Regions from separate parts of the Mus musculus genome. Here all the other regions are linked to region 2. Evidence: chromatin contacts called from public promoter capture Hi-C data. All regions are on one chromosome and are shown on one strand. The core of a region is the stretch at or near the end of the contact, and the rest is flanking DNA. Distances in the headings are between cores, read along the strand shown.

Region 1 (2,700 bases), core at 72-2,571, 4.5 Mb after region 2:
CAGGCTAGCCTCAAATTTGATGTAGCCAACAGTGACTTCTGATCCTCCAGGTCTCATTTCCTGGAGAGCTGACTTTACAGGCATGGGCCACCAAGCTTGACTTATATTTATGTATGGCTGGGGAACTCACCCCATCCTAGGCAATCAGTCTATCGACAGGACTACTTCTTGAATAATTTCATTACACAAACATCTGCAGTCAGTTAGGCTTGGCTAGGTCTTAGGCACGGGGCTCATCATGTTAACTGTTCCTAGTCTCGACTGTGCTTGGAATAGTTCCTAATTAGAATAGGAAGTTGATGCCCCTGCCATTAGGAAAGTGGGGATAGGAGAGCATTCCTCAACCTGCCCATTTTGTGGGAGATTGATGCTTATTCTCCTATTGTCTCCTGCTCCTAGTCAGACAGGCTCCCTGTTTTTCTAGGACCTTTGGCTGTGAGGCTGGCTCAAGCGCTCTGCTGTTGTTGTTGTTGTTATTATTATTCGATGTGTGTTGCAGTTTGGGGAACAGAGGACAGCTTGCAGCAGTTGCTTCTTACCTTTCCTCAAGTGAGTAACTAGGATCCAACACAGGGGTTCAGTTTTTGGCTGCAAGCTCCTGTACCCACTTAGCATCTCGCTAGCATGGCTGGGGTTCTTGAATGGCAGGAGGGTACAAGGTGCTCGGGATGTCTCTGGCAAGTTCTAAACACACAGGGATTTCCAGAAGAGGGAGGAGCAGGAGGAGGAGGAGGAGGAGGAGGAGGAGGAAGAAGGAGGAGGAGGAGGAGGAGGAGGAGGAGGAAGCTTTGATGACCATGGGTTCCTTCTGTGGTCTGGCTCCCTCAATTTCCCCCACTTTCTCTGCTGGCTGCTCGCAGCCACCTCTGTGTTACAGGGGCCAGAAAGGTTTGCACCGGCAAGTGCAGGTTTGCTCCTTCCCTCCAGTGCTCATCCTTCTGACCCACTCTCGCATCAGGGAAAGTTCTGGCTCCACCCGCTAGTATTAGGGGTTCCAGGCTCTTCCTCTGCTGATGTTAGGCAACTTCCTTATTGTAGGGCGTTCATCAATCTCCACTGTTGGGGGCCTAAGTCCCCTACCTCTGTCGGCTTGAACTGCAGGGGTATTGTCCTGCGGTCCACAGACACGCCCTGCGCCGGGTGGAGACATCTGGGAGGGGGGGGGGGTCTTGCTCACTGGTTCGTCCTCCCAACCCCACCTCCTCTTCGGGCATTTGTGGCCAAGCAACAAATGACCTCTGTCCCCGGAGGCTTCCGACTTCCGCGCGGACCCCTCCCAAACCGGGAACCCCGTGAGAACCCAGCGAGGCGGTGGGTGCCTGCAGCGGGGACGGGACGGGGCAAGCCAATCTCCTGTGCCTACACCTGGACGGAGCCGGAGCCGGAGCAGCAGTCCCAGCTCAGGTCTCCCCTTGCCGCCCCCCCCCCCCGCCCCCCAATCACGGTGGCCCGCAAGACCCGGACGGGCGGACTCTCAGGCTCCGCGGCTCCGGGCTTTGCGCAGCGCCGGCTCCGGTAGCGCGGGCTCCGAGGACGCCGGATGAGGACAAAGGGCGCGAGGTGAGGGTGGCCGCAGGGCTGGGGGTCTTGCGCCAAGGGGTGTGGGAGGTGTCCATGTCAGTGTGTGCGCGTGTGTGTGAGTGAGTGAGAGAGCCATCTAGAGCCACAGCCAGAACGAGCCAGAGCGCTCCTGGCACATGGTGAAGGCTTCGGCTGCGTAGGTAAGAACTTTAGGAAAAAGACAGCACTGCTCCAGGTTGTGTACACCGCGGCTCCGTTTTGGGGAGGCTGTTTGCCGCCCGCTGCCCCCCGGGGGTGGTGGCAGCCGCGTCTTCTGCAGCACGTGGGACAAGGGAGAAATGGGACTTCTTCCCAGAGTGGCCAGCCTGTGAAAGGCTGGTGGCTGTGGTGATCATTGGTTGAGTTTGGTTATTGGATCTCCGTTGGGAGCCACAAACAAAGGCTACTGGCTGAAGTCCAAGAAAGTGTGTGTGTGTGTGTGTGTGTGTGTGTGTGTGCGCGCGCACACACACACACACACACACACACACACACACACACGCGTCCGCCAGCCCACCAGTGATCAGGGTTAGGGTTGTGGAGGAAGGCCAGGAGACACTCCATGCAGAGAGACACTGGGCCATTTGCTGTCAAACCTCATTTAATCCTTGGTCCTGAGGAGCAACCAAAAGAAATTACCTATTTTATAGACTGAAGTTTTTCTTGAATCAACTTTTATTATAGAGTCAAGTGTTGCCCCAGGGCTTGAAATGCTGTTTTATTAGCCCTTTAAAACCATGAATGTGTAAATTTAACCAAATAAACACCCATTTAGTCCCATCAAGGACAATCTTTTGCCTTTAACAATGGGCGTCACACAAGATGATTCTGAACTTAGTCTCAAAAAGACGTGTGCAGGTCTGAGTTTGCATTGCTTGGTGGGCTGATGTTGCTGGGAGTTTTAATTTAGAGTCCATCTCGGTTTTCTTAGTTTCTTTACGCCCCCCCCCAACCTCCCACGCTGAACTTTGGCTCATTTAAAGTTTACAGTAGGATCTGTGACTTTTGGTTATCCCGCAACATTTGCTTCGGGATATCCGTTCTTCCTCATTCTGATAAGAGTATTCTTCACGGAGTTAGAAGTCATTTTGGTTTGAAATTGGCATTCCACCTTGGCCCTTCTTGTTATTGAAGGTGACT
Region 2 (2,700 bases), core at 148-2,647:
TGCCCAGACTCCTCATGTCCCTCAATGAGATATGAATTCCATACAAGGGTCTAATTCTATACATTTTAGTGGTGACTCAAGGTACATCTAAAATGGACTTTCCGATAGACGTTAACCAAACGGGTACAGAACGTTAGGAACCCACTAACAGGCTGGTTTGAAAGGTTCCAGGAAGGCAGAGCAGCCAATACAAGTGCTGCTGGTTCCCATGTGGTAGAAACTCGATTTTGTTGAACCTGAATTCCTTTCCTTTAACATGTATCCAGGAGGGGAAAGCTAGCAGATAAAAGCCTCCACCATTCACTCTGACTATGCTTCCCACCAGAAAGTAGCCAAGTACAATCTAGGAACTGTTCTTACCTGACTAGTCTGTCAGCCAGCAACGAGCCCCATCCACCCTGCTGGAAAGAAAACTGAAGAAAGAAGTCTGTTACTACCCACACAGCTATACACTATGGCATGGTGGTGGGCCAGGCCTGTTAGATGCAGACTCCGTTTAGACACTCCCAGGCTTCTTTCTTGCCTTCCTTGCTTGGGAAGGTATTTTGAGAATTACTGTGGCTTCACTTGGAAACTCTCTGGACATGAGAGGGTTTTACTGTGACCTAACATTAGAGACATTCGTTATCTGAACAGCAGAAAGCTCAACTATGTTGAGTCAGCTGACATAATGTTATCCCATTTCTCCACAGCTGAAAACTAAGGAAGCCTATGCTCTATTGATTTCCCTGACAGTCATGGCAATCCTCCAGCAGTATTGCGCCATCTCGCCCACTCACAAAAACTTAATGCCCAATATCTAAAAACAATGTTGCCAATTACTAGGGAAAGCCAAGCCCGCGTACGAGTAAATTGTGGAGAAGCGTCTTTTTTTGTTTTGTTTTGTTTTTTAATCTCCCTGAAGGAAGGCATCTTGAAGAATTTCCTCAATCGGGAACTATATGTTTTCAGATAGGGTTACTTTTTCATGCTGTTGAAAGCATTGTTTTCAAAAACCACTTGGTACTGGACCTAAGCCGCTTGAGGAAGAGAGGAGTGAACTAGTCGGTTCAAAGTTCAAAGTAGCTTCGGTGAAGAACCCGCAGGAGGTTGCAACCAAGCGAAGGCGGACCCTTTAAGCTCCCGTGCACCCCGACGCGCACCGGGCCATCCAGAGTCCGGGGGAGTCGGGCAGCTCGGGATCCGTACCGGCTCGCGGAGCACGGTGGGGTGGGGGAGAACCGCGCCTGGACTGCTCCGACACGCACGCGGATGCAGCCGAGGGTGCGGCGGGTACCTGCGTGATGGAGTCCCCGAAGAGCAACACGCGAGGCCAGAGCAGAGCGCTCCCGCTAGCAGCTCGCTCGCACAGCGACATGGTAGAAAGCCCAAAACCCCGCAGGGCTGCGCCGGATGTGGAGGAGCCTCGCGCCGTGGGCGGAGCTAGCTGCGGGCGGGGCTAGCCGTGGGCGGGGTGAGCCCCAGATCAAACCTCTTTGCACTCAGGTCTCCTGAAGCGAGTGTCCCCGGCCGGGTGAGTCCTGCCACCGGTTCACCCCAACCCCGCCTCTCCGAGACTGGGGATAGCTGTGGTGCTTGGAAATCTCGTTTTTAGCAGGAGCACTCGTCCATTTTTGGCCATGCCCAAGTGGAGGATTTCCTCTTCCAGTACTGGACTTGATGGGCACAGTAAAAGATAGAGGTGTCTAGGGACCCTCACTGTAGACCGCCTGACTTCACGGTATCACATGCCCCAGCTATTAAAAGGAAATTTCTAGTTTTATGTAATAAATTTTTGTATGTTATGGGGGCCCTAGGCTTTTGGTATAGGCCAAAAACATGGGAATTTGGCTGTTTTATAGAAATTTCATTTTAAGGAAGTCAGATTTACACTGTTAGCAAAGCACCGGAGCGTTTACACACCCAAGAGGGTAGGTAGACAAGACAGGCTACATGGGCGAAGTTCTTTGCCTTGATAGTGTGCTCTGAAGGAGAAGCACTCCCTTGAGAAGGGTGACAATCCCAGCAAGGAACTGAAGTGTTGCTATTTTACATAGATAGCAAACCTGGCCTCCAGGTTCTTTCAGCATCGCTGCTCAGCCCCTACCTGGTACCCTGCCCCCAACCCTGGACTGTCCAGCACAGGGGCTGGACTCTTCTGTAGTAGTCAATGAACTTTTTTTTTTAAGATTTGTTTATGTATATGAGTACGCTGTTCAGATGGTTGTGATTGTTGGGAATTGAATTTAGGACCTCTGCTTGCTCTGGTCCAGCCCCAAGACTTATTTATTACTATATGTAAGTACACTGTAGCCATCTTCAGACAGCAGATCTCATAACGGGTGGTTGTGAGCCACCATGTGGTTGCTGGGATTTGAACTCAGACCTTCAGAAGAGCAGTCAGTGGTCTTACCCGCTGAGCCATCTTGACAGCCCTGGGACCAGTGAACTTGATGGCCCAACAAACCTGCGTTTTTTATGTACTTGAATCTGGCTTGAACTGACTAATTTTAACATCAGAGAAACATCACTGAGCTCCACCCACTTTCTCCTTGGTCTGAATTTTATGTCCTTTAGAAAACCAGACTAATGAACTAACTCACACTACATCTGAGGCATAAAACCCCATCTCTGAATTGAACATGTAGATCCCATAACAGATGAGTCCTAAAAGTGGTGGTTTTAGAATCATAAGCCAAGGAATTGGGTAAGGGTGTGGAG
Region 3 (2,700 bases), core at 191-2,690, 3.7 Mb before region 2:
CAGCAGGCATTTCGTTACATATGTGTGCCCCTTCCAACCAGCCACCTTAGAATTGATTGGGGCTGTGGGGATACCCTTAAAGAGCTGATAACTAGAGAATGATGTAGTGGCACAGGGGCCTGGGAGGCAGAAGCAGGCTGATCTCTATCAGTTCCAAGCAGACCAGGGCTACATATTAAGAAGACCAGGGAGGGAGAGGAAAAAAAGGAGAAGAGGGGGATGAAGGAGGAGGAGAAAAAGGAGGGAGGGAGGGAGGGAGGGAGGGAGGGAAGGAGGGAAGGTAGAAAAAAATGAAAAAGAGAAAAGAATTTATGGAAACGAGATGCCAAAGATAAATCTGGAAACCATTCTCAGAGTGTTTAAAAGGATTCTCAAACTGGTGTGCAATTATTTGTCTCCTGACCCAAATAGTCCCATTTTTGCAGGCCTGTGGTGAAGCTCAGAAACAAATTTTTAACAAGGACCCCCAAGTCGGTCTGATCAAGTTGACTGACTGTCGTTGTAAAGCTTGAGAACAAAGAACGCACCTTGCCACAGCATTTCCAGTCTTGGCTCTGAACCAGACACCCAACTGCCCTTAAAAATAGATTATGTGTCTTTTCCTTTTACTGTAGACGCTTTGTTTTTTCGTAGCGTCAAAAAGAGAGCGGGGGACTAACCCATCAGAATCACCTCCAAGAGGTTTTTCCTCAGCCACACCCCACACCAAGAAATGGGAAGCTCTGAAAAGCAAAACCGGTGCATTTTTAGCAAGCACCTCTAGGGGGCAGAGAGCTCCACAAACAGTTATTAATGAGAAAATGGTCTAAAATGGTTTAAACGTGAAGACAACCTAGGGAAAAAAAATGTATACAAATCCCCACAAAGCAAACATGGACGCGTTCTATTCGGGGGCTTGCGGGCATCTTGCAAGGCGTTTAAAAGCCTGCACAGGACAATGGGGGCAGTGGGTTCGGCAATTTAGCACAGAAGAAAACAACTTCTCCTCCCTGGAAAGCAAAGCAACCAAGAAGGTAAGGCTCAGGGGCACCGGCTGCGGGACTCACTAAGTGATGGGTGTGACAACAAGGAAAGCGGCCTGGGCCTGGAGTCAGTGCCCACGGGAGAACGCCGCACCGGAGCGCCTGCCTTCCGCGCTTGGCTGCACCGACCTCGCCCGACGCCCGGACGCCCCGCACCCAGCCTCCGATCCCGGCCCCCTCCCCCTCTCCGGTGCCACCGACAGACTCGTCTCCCTTTCCCCTCCCCCCTCCCCCAGCCTCGGACACTGTCGCTCTGCCTCACCCGACCTCTCCGCCTCCGCACTGACCGTGTCACGGCCTGGCCGAAGACGGCGCCCTCAGCTCTGCAGAACAGCGCCGCAGACCTTGTCAGAGGACAAGACGCCAAGAGCACACAGCTATGCCCGCACCACGCCCGGCGGCCATCTTCCTAGGAGTCAGGAACTGACAGGTCACGTGGTCGTGTGGTGGGCGGTGCTCCTTGTGGCCACGCCTCCTGGAGGGGGCAGTGTGGGAGGAGTTGCAGGTGCTGAAGTGGCTTGGACGCCCTTCCCTCTATTTTAAAGGAATGGAAACATTGCTTCTTTGCCTGGTTTGGCTTCAGATGGTTTGGGTTGGGTTAGGTTGGGTTGGGTTGGGTTGGTTTTGATACAGAGTCAAAGTCGCCCAAGCAGGCTTCAAACTTGCTATGTAGCCAAGAATGACCTTTACGCTCCCGATCCTCCTGCCTCCACCTCCCAGCTGACCCAGCTAAATTAGTGTATTTTTCACAGGTGCCCCAGGCAATATTTTTCCCTGTCATTCGCGCTTTTGAAAGTTAATTTATAACCCGTACCTGGCATTATAAGCAATAATTCAGAGAAATAAACAACAATTACAACTTTGGAAGCCATTGCCCACTTTGCAAATGAAAGTCGCTTAGTTCCTCCTTCCAGGGTCCAGAAGTCCGAAATCTGCCTTCTCCATCATCGGAAGAATGCACTGCCTCCGCAGACGTCCATACTGCCTCCTTCCAGCTGAGGACCCCCCGCCCCAACCCCCCAAGGCCCTTCCAGACTTTGCTCTTCCCACCTCTGCAGAAGTATCACCAAATGCTATTAACTGATCCCTGACCACCATCAGCAACCCCATCCTGGCAATATTCCCTTCAAAGGGCCTCCTGACACCCATTTCCTAGTCTTCTTCCAGGCATGGTACTCCTTCCCAGGTTCCACCTACCTTAATTAATTCAGAGTTCCAGAGTTCTGCCCACGGTCAGTCTCATCCCCAATATGGCCGATATTATAGGCTCCCTCCTGATCCATCTCCGGAAGTGAGTGGGACCCCCACAGGAAGTGGAAAGTTATCTCACATATCACCCCATACTGTCTAAGCAGTTCCTGTGTTAATCACTCAGATCTATTTTAAACCTTTTACTCCCCCATGGGCTGCCGACTCTCTCAACTCCTCTCCCTACCCAGAACTCTTCTTATCTGTCAGGACACTAAGCACTTCTCAGTTAAACTCTTCAGTACTGCCCCCCCCATCCGTGGAGCCCGTTCCCCACAGCACCTGGGAGTGAGGCTCTTGGAAGGCGTGCCCTCACAGACCTTGCCCTGTTCTGCCTGCCTTCCCCTTCAAACCCTGCCAGGGCAAACTGGCCAGTATTTTCTGCTAATAGACACACTGGGCTTCGTGGTACACACCTTTGCCCTCAGCA
Region 4 (2,700 bases), core at 65-2,564, 4.0 Mb after region 2:
TGGAACTCACTCTGTAGACCTGATCTTGAACTCAGAGATCCACCTGCCTCTGCCTTCCAAGTGCTGGAATTAAAGAGATCTATCAATCTGTCTGGTGCGTGCGTGTGTGTGTGTGTGTGTGTGTGTGTGTGTGTGTGTGTGTGTGTGTGTGTGTGTGTGATGTGCAGCCCCCCCCCCCAGGCACCTCTGTAGAAATCAAAGGATAATTTTTGGGAGTCAGTTCTCTCTTTCCACTATGTGGGGTCCTGAGATCAAATTCAGATTGTCAGGTTTGGTAGCAAGCACTTTTTTTTATCTCATGACTTCACTTTCTGATTACAGGTAAAATATGTACTTAAGCTTGGTCTTAGTAGAACCTATATTTATCTATCAGTCAGTCTGTCTGTCTGTCTACCTATCATCTATCTATCTGCCTACCTACCTGTCTATTCATCCATCCACCTACCTATCTATCACCTATCTATCTATCTGCCTGCCTACCTATCTACCTACCTACCTACTTACCTACCCATCTGTCTGTCTAATTTCGCTGGGAACCAAAATGAACGTTGGGCTGGGCTAGTAAGAGCTCATTAGTCACACTGAACGCCTATGCAACTTTTTTCCATATTATTTTTTCTGTCCTAGGGCTGGAACCCAGGGCCTTGCACCTGCTAGGCACGCAGTCCACCTCAATTATGTCCCTCAGCACGACTTCAGCAGCTTTAAATCCCCTCTGTGTGGGTGGGGAGAGATGGGTGTTTCCTGGGCAACCAGGGGCAAGCTGGCACCCACGCAGACTGTAGAGAAGCCTCTCCTCCCTGCAGGTGTGTGTGTTTGTGTGTTGGAAAACATCTGTGAACCTGTTGCGCTGCTTTCCGTGGGTCAACCCGGTCTCTCATGCATGGACTTCGGATACTCCCTGGAGCAGGTGAATCCTTGGAGACAGGGCCGGGCCGCGGTGAAGTGGGAATGGGAGGCTGCAGCTGGGGGACCCTCCTTCTGAGAATCCTGTCTTGTTGCTGCCTCACGGAGGTGGCTCTACTAGCGCCCGGTATTTCTGTTCTGCGGATGGAGATCGGGTCAGGCTCCCAGCTACCACCAACTCCGGGCTAAACCCACGCGCAGAAGGGATCAGGGCCCCCCTGCATCTACTTGTATCCCCTCTGTACCCTGCCTGCATAGTGTCTTTCCGGAGCTTGAGCTTGGGTCCACAGCAGCGCCACACCGACACGGACATCAAGGGAGGCGGGCAGCCCGTATGCAAATATCAGAGGGGCCCAGGATTGCCCCTCCCGCTGGGATAAAAGGCGGGGCGGGGCGCGCACCGGACCATAGAAGCCGCTGCCTCCCGGGAGCCGGCCGTGCGCTCCCGCGGAGCCTCCCGCACGGTGTCCCCGCGTGTCTTCTACAGCTCAGTCTTCCGTCGCTCCTGGTAAGGACTCGAAGCCGAGCTGCGACAAGGATCAGGGGTGGGGAGGGAGCTGTCGAGGCCGCAACGAACAAGGGGCGACACGCGTTCCCTCGGTCGAATCCGTACTTCCGTGGGTCCTCGTGGTCCGGGTGTGCACTTTCTCAATGGGAACATGGGAAACCGGCGCCCACACCGCACTCTCCCTGGCTTGGCAGGTGGCATCTCCCCAGGAGCTGCTCACTGGCCAGTTTGTCCCCAGGCGATATTCACTCAGGTCGGAAAGAACAGCATTTGGTTTGTGCAAGGTTAGCAGGGACCGGGATAGGCAGGGTCTCAGGTCCCTATGAGATGGTGAGATGGAAGGAGAGAAGAAAAGGACTCAGTGGGGGTACCCGTTATCCCGCGGCGATTCTCCAGTTTTCTGCAGATGTCTCAGGATGGGATGCACCAGGGAGGTGACAGGCACGGAGGGGAAAGGTGCAGGTGTGCACATATTTGAATGAGCAGAACAGATCTAGGCCCCTACACCGGCTATGGAAATGTAACTGCTGGTCTGTCGGCCCAGGAAGCTACCTGGTCCTACCAAGACCTATCTCCCTCAGCAGAAGACTCCAGCAGCCCTTTGAGGCACTTCTTTAAAGTTTGTTTCTAAAGCTAATTCCTGGCTTAAGATTGGCCAGCTGAGATCTGGGTTTGACCTGATGTTATACTGTGGAAAATCCCTTGTCTCCCACCTTCATCCACCCTTCCTGGATTCCATAAAGTACAACAAGCCAAGATGAGAAAAGATCCTCCAAAAGCCGTCTATGCTTAGCCTTCTGTCTGCCCATCTTAGAGCTGCTGTACACTGAAGCTGGGGAGTGCAAGGAACCAGTGTGGGCCAATCAAAGCCCCCTAGGGAGGGTAGGTGAGAGGTTTCCCTATGGCGGGGGCTTCCCTGGGGCACAGACATATTGCTTGGTGGCAAATGCATGTCCTTAAATGTCCTTAAAGCTGCTGAAAATGAACTAGAAGGTCAAGGAAGCCAGGCGTGACAAATGGAAAGAGTGGCAGGGCCCAGAGAGGATTAATTCTGAGGTAAGGAAAGGTGAAGTAGACACCAGACACATCTCTGCTCCTGTTTCTGTTTGTGTGCATTAGTCTTGGTGCCTGTCGGTAACTAGATAACCGGAAGACTTGCAAACATGTCTGAGTTTTGGCTTATTTCGGCCCCTGGCGATAAGGAAAATTTACAGGCTCTGGAAAGGATGAACAATGTAACTTCAAAGTCTAACCTGTCCCACAACACCAAGTTTGCCATCCCAGAC
Region 5 (2,700 bases), core at 48-2,547, 4.0 Mb after region 2:
TCGCCCAGGCTGAACACAAGCTCACAAATGTCCTGTCTCAGCGCCCTAAGCACTGGGATTATAAACGTGTCTCTTTGCCAGCCAAATGTATTTCTTACAAAGAATAGAAACAGACCTATGACTGGCCTAATAGACGACCCTGGATAAGAAGTGGTTTTTACCAGCACATTCACTGGAAGCTGATTTTCTTCTACAGGCAACAGTTGAATGAACAGCAACCAAAGCACTAGTCAGTTATCGTGACACTGAGTGGCTGGGTCTCTACCGGGACAATTTTGCTTCCCAGATGGCTTATGGCAAGTCTTTACATTTTAGTCTGTCATCACAATTGGATCTTGTAGGTATGGACCAGGGATGCTGGCAAACAACACTAGCAACAAGACTTGTCCAGCTTAAAACGTCAATAAATTTGAGGTTAAATGCCCCCAATAGAAAAAAAAATCCTTTCTAAAAGGGAAAAGTCAATGTACTATTCTTACTAGTTATGGCAAAATAATCTCTAAACATGTGAACTCACCTCCCTAGACCCTAAGTATACACCAAGGCAGTCTGCATTTGGAACAGGATGAGACTTTAAACAGACTAAGGGTGAGCCACAGTCCTCCTCTCTGCAGTCTGTGACTGTATTGCTCTGACTGTTTTCAGGCAATAAGGTTTTTAATTAAAGCACGTGAGAGTAGTTTCTAAACAGTTAGCACGTTCTTACACGTGAACCCAATGCAGGCAAAACAACGGTCTTGTCTTAGGGTTTTTATAGTGTGATAAAATACCATGACCAAACGCATCTTGGGGAGAAAAGAGTTTATTTCAGCCACACTTCTACATCACGGTCCATCACTGAAGAAACTCAAACAGGGCAAGAACCTGGAGGCAGGTGTTTATGCAAAAGCCATGGAGCAGTACTGTTTACTGGCTTGCTGGGCCTGCTTTCTTATAGAACCCAGAGCCATAGCCCAGGAACGGCACCACCAAGGGCTGAGCTCTTCCCCATCAATCATTAAGAAAGTGTCCTACAGCTAGATCTTATGGGGGCATTTTCTCAATTGAGATTCCCTCCTTCCAGTTAACTCTAGCTTGTGTCAAGTTGACATAAAACCAGCCACCACGGTCAGCCGATGGTAAGTTAGAGATACACGCTCCCAGGGCGATGGCGAGGGGGCGAGAACTCACCTCGGGAAGAGACTTGCCGCAGCTGAGGCTGTAAATCTTCACTTCGTTGAGGCTGGAGACCTGCATCGCAGCGCGGAGCAGCCGGAGCCCGGCACGCAGTCACAGAACGCCGGCCCACCCGAATACCCTAGCATCCAAACCCGAGGCGAACCGGCACAACGTGCGGGAACTGGCGCGAGCTGATGACGCACTTCCTGGCTCCGGAAGTGCGCGCTCACTAGGCTGCCCCAGGGCGGAGGCACTAGAGGCGGCAAGAGCGGGTCCGGGGAGATGTGCTCTGGGGTTGGAAAAAGCGAAAATGAAAAGAAAAATCGTACGAGAAAGCATGAGATGGGGAAGTGAGTTTGAACCTGATATCGTTTGAGACTAGAATGTGACAGTTATAACCACTTACCATTTTTAGGAAGTTCTGTTGTCCACATCAGAGGCCTTGGGATGACTTTCTAACAGCAGAGGACCCTCGCCAGTCTTTCTCTATATCCTCTTCCAAACACATTATGAAAAGACGAGTCTGGGAAAGAGAGAATGGTTAAGTAATGCTTTCTCCAAAGTCATGTGAAACCACTATCAAACCCTGGCTCCAGTCGACTCTTTGATAGGCACTTACGCTCTCATAGTCAGGGTCCACTCAAGCCCTCTCGGCAACTACGGTCGGGTGCTTTCATCTTCATTTGCCCCTGGGCCATGGCTCACTAGTTCCTGCTGGCTTTGCAAAGGCTTGTACTCTGGTGGAAGCCTTTTCTTTCTGAGCAGAGCGATCTGCTACAGAACTTTTCTGTGCTGTTTCTCTATCAAGTAGTGTTGGCACAGTCCCCGGACTCCCAGGTCTTAAGATGGTGCCATGTAGACACCACTCAGACCACCTTGTGCTGAGTTGCAGGTCCCTGTCAGCCCCTTAAAGTTCAAACAGCTGCTTCACTCCTTTCTGGGACGACTGATCTTTCCTCTGGGATCACCCATAGATGTGCTCAAGAATTTTTGACTTAGGTGATTGAAACAGTACCTTCTTGTGCTCGTATTCCAAATTAGACTGAGGAATTGCCAATTCCCAAGCGAGGCACAGTGACCCCCACCTAAAATTCTAGTGTCTAAAAGACTGAGACTGGAGAATTACCAAGGCCTGGATTACAGTCTCAACAAAAATAAATAAATAAATAAATGTATAAAGAGGTTAGAATCCCAAAACTTAGCGTGTAATATCTCAACTCAATCAAAAGTTATTTTGTGTCTTCAAAACTAGAAAATTCTCTGGCCTCCAGACCTTAGTTGTGATCTATTTATCACCACAATTGCCTGCCAGCACCATGACTGCCTACTTCTAAAACCAGCTTCCTTAATTCACTGTTCCACCATGCACTTTTTATTAGCTCAATGCTGTCTTCATAGTCACCTTGGCTAAATCTGTAGAGTAGCCCGTTTCTGCCTCTGGTTCCCATATTGAAGATCTAAACCTTGGCATCTCTGTAGTATTAAAAAAGGGAAGAATGAAAAAGGCTGGGCATGGTGGTGTGTGCATCCAGTCTCAGCACT
Region 6 (2,700 bases), core at 79-2,578, 4.0 Mb after region 2:
AGGCAAAGTGTAAAGACAGAAGTCTTACTATATCAGCCATGGAAGAGGAATGCCTTCCTGAGGCATGGAGCCTCCATCCCTGTGGGAGCCTGCAGAGAACATGTTGCTCCCCTGATGCCCTAATGGCCAAGAGAAGTGGAACCACCCAGTTCTGCCTCAGCCTACCAACTGATGGCTCTAAGATGATCTAACAGGGTTAGGAAGAATCAAATACACTGTTCCTTGCACTTGCTCTCCAAGCAACAGCCCCACCCCCACCCGGGGTGGTGGTGGTGGTTTACTATGGCTGAATAGGTCAATGCTGACCCATCAAATCCTGCTTCTAAAATTCACATGGCCACTCTACACAGTGATAATGAGCACCACCGGGAAAAAAAGAACTCCCAGGGTCCACAATCTATGCGTGCAGATGGTTTTGCCATCTGTGGCTTCCCATTCAATCTCTGTAGCAGTTAAGGGTGTTATAAATTCACACCAGTAACATTTCTGCCTGGCAGCCGCTGGCAGCAGGGTAGCCAAAAAAAAGGCTGACTACCTTATTAAAATAATGAGTTAATTGATAGAATCACTTTTTCACAGGCACTCACTGGAAAACCAAAGATTAAATCTTTCCCTCTCATCTGCTCTCTACAGTAACCCAGAAAGTAGTATTTTTCTTGCTTACTCTCTTTAAATATGTACTATAGCTCATGGGGCGAACACGGTTGAAAAAAGCTGGCAGAGCAGTGAGAAAATATGCTCCGGGTCTCAACTAGTAAATGGAGGGAGAAGTGGTGTAGGGATCCACCTCCCTCTCCTACTTTCTAGCCAGGATCAGCTGAGTTAACTAATGTCAAAAACTATAGGCCCATTTACAAGGACAGCCGGGAGATGAGGGCCCCTCAGATTCGCCCACGAGTCGCTAAACATCATTCCCGGACACCTGGGTGGACGACCAAAGGCATTTTAAGTGCTCAGGAGTTGTGAGGCCTTGGTCAGTGGGCACTGCCCACTTCTAAGACACCTTCGGGACAGGCCTCTGCTATCTGCCTATAAAAGTGAAGGCTGAGCTGGACCGGAGGCGGACCGCACTCGTGGGGAGCAGAGGCTGCAAGTCTCCGACTCCCCGGGGCCTCCCGTAGTGGGCCCGACCTGGCCTCTCCCACCCAGCTCGCCGCGAAGTCCCCAGGCAGGCCCGGCAACTCGTCCCTCCACTCGGCCCTGCTTCGCGGCCCCGGCCCTTCAGGCTGCCTCCGACCGGCTTCCCACCACAGGCCCGCGCTTACCGAGCACCAGGCGAGCCATGCCGATCACCCGCATTCTGTCCGTGCCGCCGCTGCCTCGGCTCTGCCGCGCCCACGTCCCGCCCTCGGCTTCTAGCGGGCGGTGCGCCGGCGCGCGGAGGCGGGCCGGAAGGGCTCGCCACGCCGTGGCCGCCTTTCATTGGTCTCTGTGGACTTCGCTCATGTGCGTGGCCAATTGAAAGCGGCCGGGTAGAGGTTACCGGTTTGTTTTTTTTTCCTCGGGGGTGGGGGCGAGCGGAGTAGCGGAGCGGGGCGGGGCAGGGCGAGGATGGGCGGGGAATGAAGGGGCGGGGTCAGGGGACCTCCGGCCCTGTTCCTGCGGGGTACCCCTTGTTCCCCTAATTTTTTTCTGAGTTAACTGAAACAAAACAAAAAACCCAGGACTAAGGGGTCCTCATTTCTTCCTGGCTTTCATTCTTTTTCCTCTTTGCCTCTCTCGTGGCCCCTTCCAGCTCTCATTCCTTGAACTGTCCCTTTATGTCGGGAGAATAGTCCTAAGACTTCAGTGTGTTTGGGACCTTATTTATTCTTTTGTTCGCGGACTCAGCATTCAGTGAAAACCATTTGCCAAACTTATTCTGTATATAGTATCATTCCAAACTTTATTTTGTTAAATTGATTGCAAAGCCTTGTTCACTCATGTGCCCCTAGACCCTCAGAGTATAAACTGCGGGGTTTATCGTTCTTGGCTCTGGGGGTGAGGGCTAAAATGTATTGCTTTGCAATATTTACAAAGGTGTTTAAGGCTAACAGAGTGAGACACAATAGAAAAATAATGGCAGGGGATGCCTTTCTGTTGGTGTGCTTGAGTAACATGCGTGAAGCCCTGGCTAGGATCCCTAGCACCACAGAAACACAGCATGGTGACTATGGTGGCTAGTTTTATGGCAACTTGACTCAAGCTAGAGGAAACCTCAAAAACAACAAAAAAAAAAGCTTCTATAAGATCCAACAGTAGGACATTTTCTCAATTAGTGATTGAAAGGGCCCAGCCCATTGTGAGTGGTGCGGTCCCCGGACTTGCGGTCCTAGGTTCTATAAGAAAGCAGGTTGAGGGTAAGTCCTGAGCAGCGCGTCAGTAAGCCACATCTCTCCGTGGCCTCTACTTCAGCTCCTGCCTCCGGGTTCCCATCCTGTTTGCCTTCCTGCCCTGACTTTCTTGAATAATCAACATGGAAGGATAAACCAAACCCTTTCCTCCCCAAGTTGCTTTGGTCATGGTGTTTCATCACAGCTACAGTAACCCCAACTAAGACAGTAACACACCTGTAGTGCCAGCGCTAAAGAAAAGGAAGCAAGAGAATTAGGGGTTCAAGGCCAGCTTTGGCGACACAGTCAGTTTGTGGCCAGCCTGGACTACATGAGATCCTGTCTAAATTTTTTAAATGCTAATAAAAATTTTAACAACAATAATAGC
Region 7 (2,700 bases), core at 99-2,598, 4.3 Mb after region 2:
ACTGCACCACCCAGCATGGGTGATGACTCAGGAAAGAAAACTGCATCACTGACTGCAGTCAGGTTGTCAGCCTCCCTCCCCCTCCCCCAAAGCTACTGTTTACAGTTTATAAGCACTACAGGAGAGGGACCTCATGACACTCCCACTACACTCACCTTCCAAGGGTGTGCTATGGGCCCTGAGCTCTCCAGCCAGCGATCAGTTGCCCTCATATGAGAGAGAGCATGGACCCAACCGAGGGGAAACAGCAGCAACATCCCCTATCAATAGTCATCTACCAACTCCTTTGAGGACCTGAATTAGATCCCCAGAATCCACCTTAAAAAGGGAAAGTGGGGGGGGGGCGGTACACAGTCCTGGAGGAATGACACTTGAGGTTGTCCATTTGTTTACACAAGCACTCAATCACAGACTCGCACACATGCCAACAACAACAAAACCTAATAAAAATAAAAAGAGGAGGGAAGGTTGGAAAGAGTGGGCTCTCAGAGGGTACGATGGAACAAGCTTGTAATCCCAGCATTTGCCAAAAGAAGGTAGGAAAAAGCCAACATGGGTCGCGTGATCCTGTCTCAAACCACAAGGTCAACGGCCTGGTGCAGTGGCACACACTAGAAATCTTAGCACTTGGAAAGCGGAAGCAGGTGGATCCGAGGTTGAAGGCTGGCTTAGGCCACACACACACACACACACACACACACACACACACACACACACACACACACAGAGGGAGAGAGAAAGAGAGAGGGAGAGAGAGAGAGTTAGTTAGTTAGTTAGTTAGTTAGTTAGTTAGTTAGTTCAAGGCCAATTTGCATGAGAAAACAGGAAAATGAGCCTATGGGTGAATGTCCTGGTGTGTGTGTGTGTGTCCTGGTGTGTGTGTGTGTGTGTGTGTGTGTGTGTGTGTGTGTGTGTGTGTGTGTGTGTGTGTGTGTGTGTGTGTGTGTGTAGGCCCTGGGCCCACCTAACCCCGGAGAAGGCTAGTCTGTTCGGGCGTTTCCACTCTGCGAGGAGGAGCACCCTTGGGTGGAACCCGGAAAGTGAATCAGCAGTTGGCAGTGCCTGACAGGGCAGGGCAGAACCACCGCCCTGGGGTCTGGAAGGACCGGGAGCAGAGCAGACTCCAGGCAGTGCGCACACAGGGCAGGACAGAACCACCGCCCTGGAGTCTGGAAGGACCGGGAGCACAGCAGACACAGGGCAGGGAGCATCCCGAGCCAAGCCAACTCCGAGCTGGGTGCGCTAGGAGCGGAGCAGACTGGGGCGGGGTGCGCTCCGAGCGGAGCAGACTCTGGGCGGGGCGCACGGGCGCGGAACAGACTAAAGGGGTAGGGAGCATCTTGAGTGGAGCAGACTCGGGGCGGAGCGCACTTGCTGCACAGCAGCTCGGGGCGTGATCAGGGCGGGACCCGGCCGGCGGCAAGGCGGAAGGACTTTTTGGACTTTGAGCCTCCGGTTCTCACCTATAAGATCCTGAACCCCCCTGGCCCGGCACGTCCGAGATTGCAGAATGGAGGCCGGACTGCTATGGTTCTGCAACTGGAGCACGCTGGGCGTCTGCGCCGCACTCAAGCTGCCGCAGATTTACGCGCAGCTGGCGGCGCGCAGCGCGCGGGGCATCAGCCTCCCTAGTTTACTTTTGGAGCTGGCGGGGTAAGGTCCCGGGAGGCCTGCGAGGAATTGGGAGTCCGGGAAACCAAGGGTTAACTCGGGGGCTCGGGGCTAGGAGGTGCTTACCCGGGGCGCTCCCACCCACCTCCCCTGCTTCTTCCCAAATTCCACGATTTGCCTGAGCATGCCCATTTTACAAATTCAGCGAAGATGGGGAACTTGAGTAGACGTTTGAAAATTGAGCTGGGGTCCAACGGGTAGGGATGGCCTGTGACTGCTGCAGGAGCCAAGTTCTCAATAGCCTTGGCTATGTAGTAGAGTAAGGGGCAAAGTTGTAAAACTTTGGTTGGAAAAAGCAAACGGAAAACACACCCCTAAGTCCTGTGATCTTGCACCAGGCTGAGCCCTCTCGGTTTGACACTAGCCTCACCCCACGGTCACCCATTGGTCCTGTGTCCATTCAGTGGGGCGCGCCCATCTATAGAGTTGGGGAAGGGGTGCGGTGCTTCAAGGTGTACCTTTCCAGGGACGCTTGATGGTAGGCGGGGCTCTGAAGGGTCTCTGGCCCGTAAGGCTGCACAGTACAAGAGTATGTGAATTTCAGAGAAGGGAGAAGGCTGTCAGGGTGAGAGGTAAGGCAACAGACAGACTGGAGGATGCAAAAGTGACAGTCTGGCTGTGGCAGAGGATGCGGGTGTGAAGTCAGGAGAGCTATTTGACCTCTGGTTTGCTAAATTCTTCATAGGCATCTGAAGCTGAGGCTTCAGGATGCAGGACTGAATAGAAAGCTCAGGGATGCCTACAGAGTGCCAGCCCAACGTCTCCTATTCTGCTTGTAGCTAACTCTTTGCTGCCTGGCTTTAAATTCGTAAACTCAACCAGAGATGGTCTCAAATCCAACAGCTGACTCCAGTAGAAAACAGCTCTGGCCATGGAATGTTCCCCGGGATCTGGAAGGGTCTTGCAGTAGGTCGTGCTGTAAATAGCAGGCTCTTTCTGGAACTCCCAAAGGCCTCCCTTTCTCCCTTTGAGGCAGTAGGTGGGCTTAGCAGGGTTAAGACCAGTTCTGTGGCCAGAAGGCACGAATAT

What was found. Promoter capture Hi-C pulls out the DNA fragments that hold promoters and counts their contacts.
Region 1: a promoter capture Hi-C map of pre-B cells shows a contact between it and region 2. The contact joins the promoter of Greb1 here to the promoter of Iah1 in region 2. A contact is called at or near these places in 2 of 39 promoter capture datasets (cranial neural crest and pre-B cells).
Region 3: a contact with region 2 is called in a promoter capture Hi-C map of pre-B cells. The contact joins the promoter of Kidins220 here to the promoter of Iah1 in region 2. A contact is called at or near these places in 2 of 39 promoter capture datasets (maxillary cranial neural crest and pre-B cells).
Region 4: a contact with region 2 is called in a promoter capture Hi-C map of the HPC-7 cell line. The contact joins the promoter of Atp6v1c2 here to the promoter of Iah1 in region 2. A contact is called at or near these places in 6 of 39 promoter capture datasets (the HPC-7 cell line, cranial neural crest, frontonasal cranial neural crest and 3 more).
Region 5: a contact with region 2 is called in a promoter capture Hi-C map of second pharyngeal arch cranial neural crest. The contact joins the promoter of Nol10 here to the promoter of Iah1 in region 2. A contact is called at or near these places in 5 of 39 promoter capture datasets (cranial neural crest, frontonasal cranial neural crest, maxillary cranial neural crest and 2 more).
Region 6: a contact with region 2 is called in a promoter capture Hi-C map of pre-B cells. The contact joins the promoter of Pdia6 here to the promoter of Iah1 in region 2. A contact is called at or near these places in 6 of 39 promoter capture datasets (cranial neural crest, embryonic stem cells, frontonasal cranial neural crest and 3 more).
Region 7: a promoter capture Hi-C map of pre-B cells shows a contact between it and region 2. The contact joins the promoter of Pqlc3 here to the promoter of Iah1 in region 2. A contact is called at or near these places in 2 of 39 promoter capture datasets (cranial neural crest and pre-B cells).

What each region holds. Positions count from the first base shown.
Region 1 is chr12:16,799,507-16,802,206 of GRCm38.p6, reverse strand. Greb1 (gene regulated by estrogen in breast cancer protein) reads left to right here and starts at 1,321. Exons shown (of 35, transcript NM_015764.4): 1 at 1,321-1,560.
Region 2 is chr12:21,315,089-21,317,788 of GRCm38.p6, reverse strand. Iah1 (isoamyl acetate-hydrolyzing esterase 1 homolog) reads right to left here and starts at 1,397. Exons shown (of 6, transcript NM_026347.3): 1 at 1,277-1,397; 2 at 361-413. The coding sequence starts at 1,357.
Region 3 is chr12:24,973,672-24,976,371 of GRCm38.p6, reverse strand. It overlaps Kidins220 (kinase D-interacting substrate 220), which reads right to left and starts at 1,440. Exons shown (of 32, transcript NM_001081378.1): 1 at 1,310-1,440. It overlaps Gm36236 (a long non-coding RNA gene), which reads left to right and starts at 775. Exons shown (of 2, transcript XR_381341.3): 1 at 775-1,013; 2 at 1,259-2,700.
Region 4 is chr12:17,323,344-17,326,043 of GRCm38.p6, reverse strand. Atp6v1c2 (ATPase, H+ transporting, lysosomal V1 subunit C2) reads left to right here and starts at 1,314. Exons shown (of 14, transcript NM_133699.2): 1 at 1,314-1,414; 2 at 2,534-2,700. The coding sequence starts at 2,578.
Region 5 is chr12:17,347,090-17,349,789 of GRCm38.p6, reverse strand. It overlaps Nol10 (nucleolar protein 10), which reads right to left and starts at 1,297. Exons shown (of 21, transcript NM_001008421.1): 1 at 1,171-1,297. The coding sequence starts at 1,236. It overlaps Gm46336 (a long non-coding RNA gene), which reads left to right and starts at 1,388. Exons shown (of 2, transcript XR_001780553.2): 1 at 1,388-1,508.
Region 6 is chr12:17,265,217-17,267,916 of GRCm38.p6, reverse strand. Pdia6 (protein disulfide isomerase associated 6) reads right to left here and starts at 1,328. Exons shown (of 13, transcript NM_027959.4): 1 at 1,266-1,328. The coding sequence starts at 1,284.
Region 7 is chr12:16,998,766-17,001,465 of GRCm38.p6, reverse strand. Pqlc3 (PQ loop repeat containing) reads left to right here and starts at 1,348. Exons shown (of 7, transcript NM_172574.2): 1 at 1,348-1,653. The coding sequence starts at 1,511.